Linked DNA regions of Mus musculus: all the other regions are linked to region 2. The links are chromatin contacts, called in public HiChIP or PLAC-seq maps. All regions are on one chromosome and are shown on one strand. Each heading gives the region's core, a stretch centred on a gene start, on an enhancer-like site or on the middle of the called end of the contact. The rest is flanking DNA. Distances are from core to core; before and after follow the strand shown.

Region 1 (3,030 bases), core at 216-2,715, 220 kb after region 2:
TAGTCACACTCACAGGTAGCATGCACAGCATGAAGGTATCCGTGCCAAGTTTGGAAGAATTGGCCGTGACCATGCCAGCATAAGTGATGGCAGAGCGTGGAGACAGGGCAGATGCCAAGCCACAGAGTGAACAGTGAAGGCTGGCTTCTTCTGGGTGATAAATTGCTCATTTAAGGGGCTTTAGAGAGGGCTGGGACACAGGAGGCTACAGACGAGGTCATTTTCCAGCCACTCTGCCACTAGACTTTTGAGTAAAGACTCTCCAGATGCCCTTATAAAATGACAAGCAGTATCCAAGAGGGTGACATCTAAGGAAAGATGAGAGGGAAGCAGACAGCAGAACTTGGGTCCTGTAGCAAACAATAGCTCTTAAATAGGATCTCTCCTGGAGTCTGCTGGGATCAGGTTTCCCAGGCAGTCTTTCTCTGAGCGCTTGCTCACTAATGACTTGATTTAGTTTGGTTTTTAGTCTGAGGCAGCCCGCTTCCGTCTCGGATTTTTGAGACAGGGTCCAGGTTGGCCTCGAACTTGCTTTGTGGTTGAGGATGGCCTTGATCCCCCAATCCCACTGTCTCTCCACTTCCCAAGTGTTGGAGACCACCATGTGCCTTGCTATACAGTGCTAGGGGCATCATGTACAGGGCATGAGCACTCTACCAGATGAGCTATAGCCCAGCCACTCTAGTAGCTGAGGAATGACTCTCAAAATTGACCTCTGGTCTCCACATGCATACGCGCGCGCATACACACACACACACACACACACACACACACACACAGACACACACACACACACACACACACACAGACACAGACACAGACACACACACACACACACACACACAAACACACATACACACCGGGTGGGGACTCAGGAAGCCAAGTGTATTCACTGCAATAGATGCCATCCAGTTGGACACTTGATGGATTAGGGAGAATGATTCAGGATGTTAGCAGTGGGAAAGGAAGAGAACTGGTCATGGGAACAGTGAAATTTATTATGTTTACATTAGAAAAGCAGATTCTAAACCCATCATAAGAAGGTCGCTGACATTTCCTGAAAAGGACAACCAGGAACTGTTAGCAGTTGTAAACACAGAGGCGCTTCCTTGTGAGGGGGACAGGGAGGGGAAGGAGAGGGAGGGGAAACTCAGGCAGGAATCAATCAAAAGCAGACTGCATAGAGCAGCAGACTCACCGTCTGCCCGAGTGTGGACAGGAGGGGTGTTTTAGGAGGGGCGTTTTGGGAGGGGAAGATGAAGGAAGGCTGGGAAGCAATTGGAAAACACAGGGCCTGAATGTATCTGAAGGGAACAGGATGTCTCTGCAGTACAGGACAGAGAGCACCGCTCTGACCTTGGTGTCTGGGGACTCGATTATGAATAACCACAGTCAGTCTGGGGGGCAGGGAGAACACTCCAGAAGGAGGCTGCAGCCCAGGGAAGAGGGCCTATGAGTCAGACGATGTCTCTCTGAATCATACGGAGGCTACTGCTGGCTAGGAACACAGATGTAGAAACCCTTTCCTGCCAGCAGTGGCCTAGGTGTTTTGCATTTAGTTGGGTCCAGTCCAGGGTCATGTGAGTTTCAGGGTCATGTGATGGGCCAGATGTGACTCACTGGCCTGGAATGAAACAGACCCAACCCTCTGGCTAGCATCCAGTGTCCCCAACAAAACTCAGGTCTTTCCCCACAACACCCCCAAATGAGAAGGAGCTACTACTCTTGTGTGATGGCACACCCATGCCAGACAAACTCAGAATTAAATTTACTTGCCCAGCCTGAATAGGGCAATCATTTTAAATTAACTTAAATTAGTTTATTTGCGTGTGTGTGTGTGTGTGTGTGTGTGTGTGTGTGTGTGTACATGCAAGCCTGTGGGGAGGCTGGGGAAAGACATTAGAGTCCGGGTCTATCACTTGATGCCTTATTCCCAAGGCTGAACTTGGAGCGAGGCTGGCAGCCAGAAAAATCCCAGCAATCCCCCTGCCTCCATCTCCCACACTGCTACTGTTACATGTACATGCCTAGCTTTTCACATGGGTGTTGGGGATCCGAGCTCAGAGCTCTTACCCACTGAGCATCTCTGAATCCCCCGGAGGAAGCAATAGAAAGCAAACTGACTACTATGGCTTGAGCTTTAAGTCAGTGTTATTACCTACATTCACTCCTTTCCCTTCCTACTTCTTTCTGAAGTATGGTAGCCTAGGCTAGACCTTGAGCTTGCTCTATTGCAGAGGACGATGCTGGAATCTTCTGCCTCCACCTCCCCAATGCTGGGTTATACTGGTGTACCCTTGGTAGCCCATACCCAATTTATGACCTCATGACCAACCTCTGGGCTTCCTGCATGCTAGCAAGCATCCTACCAACCCAGCTTCATCCCCAGCCCCTCCTCTCCCTCTCGGTCTCTTTTGAAAACCAGGCTCCTAATAGCATCCAAAAGACTCTGCTCTGCAAAGGCAACTTCTTGCGTGTACAGACAACCAGTCTCCCAGGCCTCTTGCTGTCCCTCTCCCCTCCCCTTTGATTTTATTAAACACTAAACACACAAGTATCTCCACCCTACCACACCTTGCCACTGTCAAGCTGGCCTATATTTTTGCTTCTATCTCGATCCATGGAAGCATCAAACCCGCTGAGAGGCTGAGATAAGAAGGTTCTGTCAGGTCAACAGTGGAAAAAAACCAGTTCCACCCAGCAGCTAACTCCTCACATCAGTGCCAATTTCAAACTCGGGAAGTCCTTTCCTCTGAACGCCTGTGTTCGGATTCATACAACCTGGATTTGGGTCTCTTTCCTGCTAGAAGCTCCACTCTGCTCCTTGTAATCAAAGGATAGCCAAACCCGTTCAGTTCTTTTCTAACAAACAAATAAATAAGCCTTTTTCATCAATCTAGGTAGCGTGTGCCCTAGCACACGTGTGGAGGTCAGAGGGCAGCAGGTAGGAGTCCCTTCTCTCTCCCCACAAGTGTCCTGAGACTTGAACTCAGGTGGACAGGCTCAGGAGCAGGCTCCATCAGCCACTGA
Region 2 (2,749 bases), core at 174-2,673:
ACTGAGCCACGCCCCCAGCCCCTCCCTGGGGGATTCTAGGCAGAGGCTCTACCACTGAGCCACGCCCCCAGCCCCTCCCTGGGGGATTCTAGGCAGGTGCTCTACCACTGAGCCACACCCACAGCCCCTCACTGGGGGATTCTAGGCAGGGGCTCTACCACTGAGCCACGCCCCCAGCCCCTCCCTGGGGGATTCTAGGCAGGTGCTCTACCACTGAGCCACACCCACAGCCCCTTACTGGGGGATTCTAGGCAGGTGTTCTACCACTGAGCCACGCCCCCAGCCCCTCACTGGAGGATTCTAGGCAGGGGCTCTACCACTGAGCCACGCCCCCCAGCCCCTCACTGGGGGATTCTAGGCAGGTGCTCTATCACTGAGCCACGCCCCCAGCTCCTCCCTGGGGGATTCTAGGCTCTACCACTGAGCTGTATCCTCAGCTCTTGGATTTTAGAAATCAGATCTTGATGTCTGCAGATCCAGACATCCCTGCATCTTCTGGAATGACAGACAGGAACAACTAAGCCCAGCACTGGTAGATCTGAAAATGGGCAAAAGTCGAGGAAGAGTAGTCCCAGCCCACAGTGGGGACCCTCACTCACTCCTTGTCCTCATCCTCTTCCACCTGCCAGCTCAGCCTCAGCTCCTCCTCATCGTGTGTCATCATGCCATCTGACTTCAGGTTGTCGTTGCTGCTGTCCCCGTCATAGTTCCCACAGAAACCACAGAGTTTGCCCGAGAAGGTACTGTGGGTCCAGGAGAGGGGTGAGTCATGACTGAGGAAAAGGGTCTCAGTCATCAGAGACCACAGCAAGAGGACAGTGAGCTGTGCGCCCTGAGGGTAAGAGCCAGGAATGCATTGAGAACATCTACTCTTAAGAGTCTGTGATAGGCTTCAGATATGTAAGACCCCCACTCAGCCTCAGCCTGAGCCATCTGTACAGGGTCTCCTCTGTTCTTTCTGCTTAACAACTCTACTCTCTCTTGGGTTTAAATCTCTCTCCTCTCTCTCTCTCTCTCTCTCTCTCTCTCTCTCTCTCTCCCTCCCTCCCTCTCTCTCAGTGTGTGTGTGTGTGTGTGCTCTCTCTCTCTCTTCCTCTCTCTCTCTCTCTCTCTCTCTCTCTCTCTCTCTCTCTCTCTCTCTGTGTGTGTGTGTGTGTGTCTGTATGTGTGTGTCTGTATGTGCCTGTGTGTTCCAGGGGTGGAATTAGCTCTTTACCAGCTGAGCCACCTCCCTTGTCATCTTTGTCCACCCATCTGGGGAGCCACTATTCCCTGAAGAATGATATCTTCTCTTCTGACAGCTCTTGAGCGTCCCCGAGTGACTCTTTATAACACATTCCCAAGGCCCTGTGTACATATCTGCTATTACCCCACTGCCCTCACTCCACTTCCTACTGTTTCCCTTCTGCCACTTGGGTGAGATGCAGCCTAGCTTTAAGGACACGTGTAAATGATTAACCACAAGTAACTGAAATGCCTGGGGTGAGGCCGAGGGTGTGGAGGGTTCTGGCTGCCTGACTAGGCCGTCTCCCTTACCTGGACACAGTCACAAAAAGCTGCTGGTCACCATCCCATCTCACACGCAAACCAAATGTTGTCCTCAGCTCCACAAATCTCCCACTCAGACCCACATAGGTGTCATCAGAAAGTATGGCTGGGAGGGTGACTTCCTGATCCCCAATCTGGGAGAGAGGAGACAGAGAGACTGATGTGGGGGGGGTGTCAAGTAGGACCATAAAACTCTAACACCTCATCCAAGGCCAGAGCACATCACCACTCCACGGCATCCCTCCAACTTCTCTCCTCTAGACTGGCTTGAAGCATCATCATTTTGCTTAGTCCCAACCCTAACAGAGTCTCCAGGCTGACCATGGCCTGGCCTGGTGGAGTGAGCAAAGGATAGAACTAACTCACCAATGTGTGTCTGCCACTGATCATGGTAACGGTAGTCTCTGGCAGAGAGATGACAACTTTGTCCAGGCAGGATACACCTTCTACTCCACGTTCTTCGGTGTTTGCTGTTATCCTAAAGAAGTGGTCTAGATGGAGAGAGAGCAGTGCTGAGGGGCTAAGTCACAACCAACTATTTGCTTGGTTGGTTGGTTGGTGATTTGATTGTTTGGTTGGTTGTTAGTTGTTTGTTTGTTTGTTTGTTTGGTTGGTTGGTTGGCTGGTTGATTTCAGACAGGGTCTCATTATATCTAAGGCTAGCTTCAAACTTTTTCACATTGCTGAGTATGACCTTAAACTCTGGGGATACCACCTCCTCCTCTCCAGTGCTCAGATTATAGATATTTGCTACCATGTCCAGCTTAGGTGGCTCTGGGGGTGGAAGCCAGGGCTTTGTCTAAACTGGCACTTAAGCAACAGAGCTACATCCCCAGTCCCTGTTGGATTTGGGACAGTCTTACTATGTATGCCAAGCTAAAACTCAAAATCTTCTTGCCTCCACCTCCAGAATGCTGGGATTAAAAGCATGTACCACCCATTCTCTGCTTTCTGAGACCCTAGTTGTGGTGGCGGTGTCCAACTTGGCACTACAGGGTAGAGGGCTCAGGATATATCTCTGAGACAGTAAAGGACTCAGAATCCAAATGGAAAGGGCCATGCCATGATTGTCTCCTTTCAAGATTGCCTGTCTCCCCTCAATGGACTGGGACATCTTCAGGAAATCATGTTCATTTGTGACTCCGTCTCACCCTTTTTGTGAGACAAGGCTCCCAAGTAGCCCAGGCTAGCCTCAGACTCT
Region 3 (3,027 bases), core at 498-2,997, 160 kb before region 2:
TGAGGCAGAAGCATTGGCAGCACTCATTTCTCTCTCTCTCTCTCTCTCTCTCTCACACACACACACACACACACACACACACACACACACACTCACACGGGGCGAGGGCGGGGGTGGGGGGCTGGCTGGAGTAGGGAGAAGAGAGTTGGGTGTTAAGAGTTGAAGAGGGTCCAGAGTCAGGAAAAGGATCCACGTCTTCATTCCTTATTCCTCTGGGCAGGCTGAGATTTCCCTTTCCTTCCTCAGGGACCCCAATGACCCTCGAGACTCCAAATCTCCACAGTGGCCACCGTACACCACTGCCGCGCAGCAATATGTGAGCCTGAACCTGAAGCCCTTAGAGGTGCGGCGGGGACTGCGCGCCCAGACCTGCGCCTTCTGGAATCGCTTTCTCCCCAAATTGCTCAGCGCCACCGGTAGGCGCATGGAGTGGGGGGAGCAGGGAATGCACAAGGCGGCAAGGGTTGGAAGGAGGGGAGAGAGATGGGGTGCAAAACACAGGGTGTAATCCCTCTCTTCTCCACCTCCCCAGCCACGGAGGCTCCTTGCACCTGCCCAAGCCCCGCCCATGGGGAGGCGGCCCCGAGGCCCGGGCCGGACTTAGCCCTGTCCCTCCTCTTCTTCCTTTTCCTCCTCCACTCCGGGCTTCCGTGGCTCTAACTGCAATCCTTTCCCCTTCTGGTCTCAAAGCACACTTACTCTAGTGTGTAGCTGAGAAGGGGCCCCTCTCAGGGATACAGAACCCCACTCCATTCTCAAGCCGAGACAAAATGGACAGACTCAGGGATCTTTGTTAAACAAAAATTCAAAAAACAGGATTTTTTTTTTTTTAATGTAAAAAATTATCCTTTGGAGCTTGAGCCTGGTGTTGAGGGGAGAAGGATCCGGGGCTAGTTGGCGTCAGCCAAAGGGCCTTATAATCGCCAACTATTTCTGTATCTTCTCTCTTTTCCCCACTAACCCATGAACCCTTCTCCCACTCTGATCCTGTCCCTCCCCTCCGTCTTCCGGTGATTTTTATCTCTTCCTCTCCTTCCTGTTCCACCTCTCCCTTCATTCTCCGGATCATCCACTGTTCTCTTTCCACCACCCCGCTCGGCCTCCGACAATGCGTGTGTGCCGGCGCACTCACGACCGGTCTCCACTACCCGACCTGTTCCGTTTCTCCCACTCTTGCGGGGTGCCCTGGCCGCAGATACTCTGGACGAGGCGGAGCGCCAGTGGAAGGCCGAGTTCCACCGCTGGAGCTCCTACATGGTGCACTGGAAGAACCAGTTCGACCACTATAGCAAGCAGGAGCGCTGCTCAGACCTGTGACCCCTTGGGGGACCCCAGGTCCTGCCGCCCTGCCCGAGCCCCTAGCTGTATATACACTATTTATTTAAGGGCTGGGATATAATACGACCGAGCCCCCAGGCCCTGTCCACTCCTCCCCGACTTCCTCCCACTAGGGGCTCCCCATCTTCTGCATGTCTTGGGCTAAGCTCCCCTCCCCGCGGTGCCTTCGCCCCTCTGGGCCGCCAATAAACTGTTACAGCCACCAGAGTCTGTGCAACACGCGGGAAGTTGGGGCGGGGATGAGGTCAGAGACGCTGGGAACAGAAGCCTCGGGATTGGTGAGCACTGAGGCACCCTGCCCGCAGCATCCGGCGGAAGCAAGCGCTGGGCCCGCCCCTAGGGGCGGAGCCTGCGACTGCGCAGCCAGGCTGGTTTGCCGGCGCCTTTTAGAAGGCTCCTTAATTCGTCTGCCTGTGGAATCATCTCTCCTGCCGCTAGCCTGCTTGCTGAGAGTTCTCCGGTTCTACGTGCCCACACTGCCCGTAGCTAGTCCCAGAAAACACCAGGAACCCGGAATTGGCCCTGCCTCGATGACAGCTGCTCTACCGAGCACCCTGGAGCTGCTGAAGGACGTGCACCTGGGCCTGCCTGTGCCCTGCCATGATCCCGCCCGACTGGCCCTCCTCTCAGGCCACTACCTTTACTATCACTATGGTTGCGATGGACTGGATGACCGTGGCTGGGGATGCGGCTACCGCACCCTGCAGACGCTGTGCTCCTGGCCAGGGGGCCAGTCCTCGGGCGTGCCTGGACTGCCAGCCTTGCAGGGAGCCCTAGAGGCCATGGGCGACAAGCCCCCCGGATTCCGGGGCTCCCGTAACTGGATCGGCTGTGTAGAGGCCAGTCTCTGCCTAGAACACTTCGGAGGACCTCAAGGGCGCCTATGCCACTTGCCCCGCGGAGTAGGGCTTAGGGGAGAAGAGGAGCGGCTTTATTCACACTTTACAACGGGTGGGGGCCCAGTAATGGTAGGAGGAGATGCAGATGCCCAGTCCAAGGCCCTGCTGGGGATCTGTGAGGGGCCAGGTTCAGAAGTCTATGTCTTGATACTGGACCCACACTACTGGGGCACTCCAAAAAACCGTTGTGAACTACAAGCTGCTGGATGGGTGGGCTGGCAAAAGGTAAAAAGCGTCTTTGATTCCAATTCCTTCTACAACTTGTGCTTCACCAGAAATCTCTGAATCACCACGCCCTACCTGCACCGTTGGGTAGATCCCAGAACTGAGACTAAACACAGCCACCTATTTACTTCGCACAGGCCCCCACCGCGATCAAGTTTGGGCCTGGCACAATGATACGGGCAGGTGAATCTGAGTTCAAAGCCAACTTGGTCTACACAGCAAGGCCAAGCTGGAATTAGAGATACTGTTCTGAAAAATAATAAATTGGCGTAATTCAGCTTACTATGGCCCAGCCTGTGTTTGGGAAGGGACATACAGCACACAGTTAACACACACTACCAAAGTGTTTTTACTAGCGGGTAAAATAACGTACAAAAAACTTTTCAGCTGATGGGATAAAGTGGTCACGGGTACTGATGTAGCAATGCAGGAGGGGACATGGATGGCTCAAAAGAAGTCAACATCATCCGGGGCATCCAGGTCCCGATACTCCACTATGGCCCTTGGGTCTCCTCGAACCATCCTGTGAGATAAAGGAAATGTGAACAGATGTCCCTATAGTCAG

What was found. HiChIP or PLAC-seq counts read pairs in DNA pulled down with a chosen protein or histone mark.
Region 1: a FOXA1 HiChIP or PLAC-seq map of pancreatic cancer cells shows a contact between it and region 2. The contact joins two enhancer-like sites. A contact is called at or near these places in 1 of 115 datasets of contacts at active chromatin or transcription factors (pancreatic cancer cells) and 2 of 9 other capture datasets (liver and pancreatic islet).
Region 3: a contact with region 2 is called in an HNF4G HiChIP or PLAC-seq map of pancreatic cancer cells. The contact joins the promoter of Ufsp1 here to the enhancer-like site in region 2. A contact is called at or near these places in 3 of 39 promoter capture datasets (the C10 cell line, liver and stem cell-derived epiblast-like cells), 1 of 15 datasets of contacts at CTCF or cohesin (pro-B cells), 1 of 484 Hi-C or Micro-C datasets (nephron progenitors), 4 of 115 datasets of contacts at active chromatin or transcription factors (the 230-238 cell line, embryonic stem cells, large pre-B cells and 1 more) and 3 of 9 other capture datasets (adipose tissue, embryonic stem cells and pancreatic islet).

Annotation. Positions count from the first base shown.
Region 1 is chr5:137,670,581-137,673,610 of GRCm38.p6, forward strand. All of the region lies in intron 1 of Agfg2 (ArfGAP with FG repeats 2), which reads right to left. Among named protein-coding and RNA genes, the nearest start is that of Agfg2, 13 kb to the right of the region's middle. Within about 2 kb of position 1,466, at least 213 of the 459 cell types and tissues checked have an H3K27ac peak or open chromatin away from gene starts, as enhancers often do. A contact at or near this core is called in pancreatic cancer cells and pancreatic islet, where this site is marked.
Region 2 is chr5:137,454,653-137,457,401 of GRCm38.p6, forward strand. It overlaps Zan (zonadhesin), which reads right to left. Exons shown (of 88, transcript NM_011741.2): 18 at 1,915-2,039; 19 at 1,537-1,682; 20 at 600-743. Among named protein-coding and RNA genes, the nearest start is that of Zan, 21 kb to the right of the region's middle. Within about 2 kb of position 1,424, at least 51 of the 459 cell types and tissues checked have an H3K27ac peak or open chromatin away from gene starts, as enhancers often do. A contact at or near this core is called in pancreatic cancer cells and pancreatic islet, where this site is marked.
Region 3 is chr5:137,292,922-137,295,948 of GRCm38.p6, forward strand. Ufsp1 (UFM1-specific peptidase 1) reads left to right here and starts at 1,748. Exons shown (of 1, transcript NM_027356.2): 1 at 1,748-2,743. The coding sequence starts at 1,869. The coding sequence ends at 2,522. It overlaps Ache (acetylcholinesterase), which reads left to right. Exons shown (of 5, transcript NM_009599.4): 4 at 247-416; 5 at 1,196-1,545. The coding sequence ends at 1,317. Srrt (serrate RNA effector molecule homolog (Arabidopsis)) reads right to left here. Exons shown (of 20, transcript NM_031405.2): 20 at 2,783-2,985. The coding sequence ends at 2,910. Mir8116 (microRNA 8116) reads left to right here and starts at 859; the gene lies at 859-955.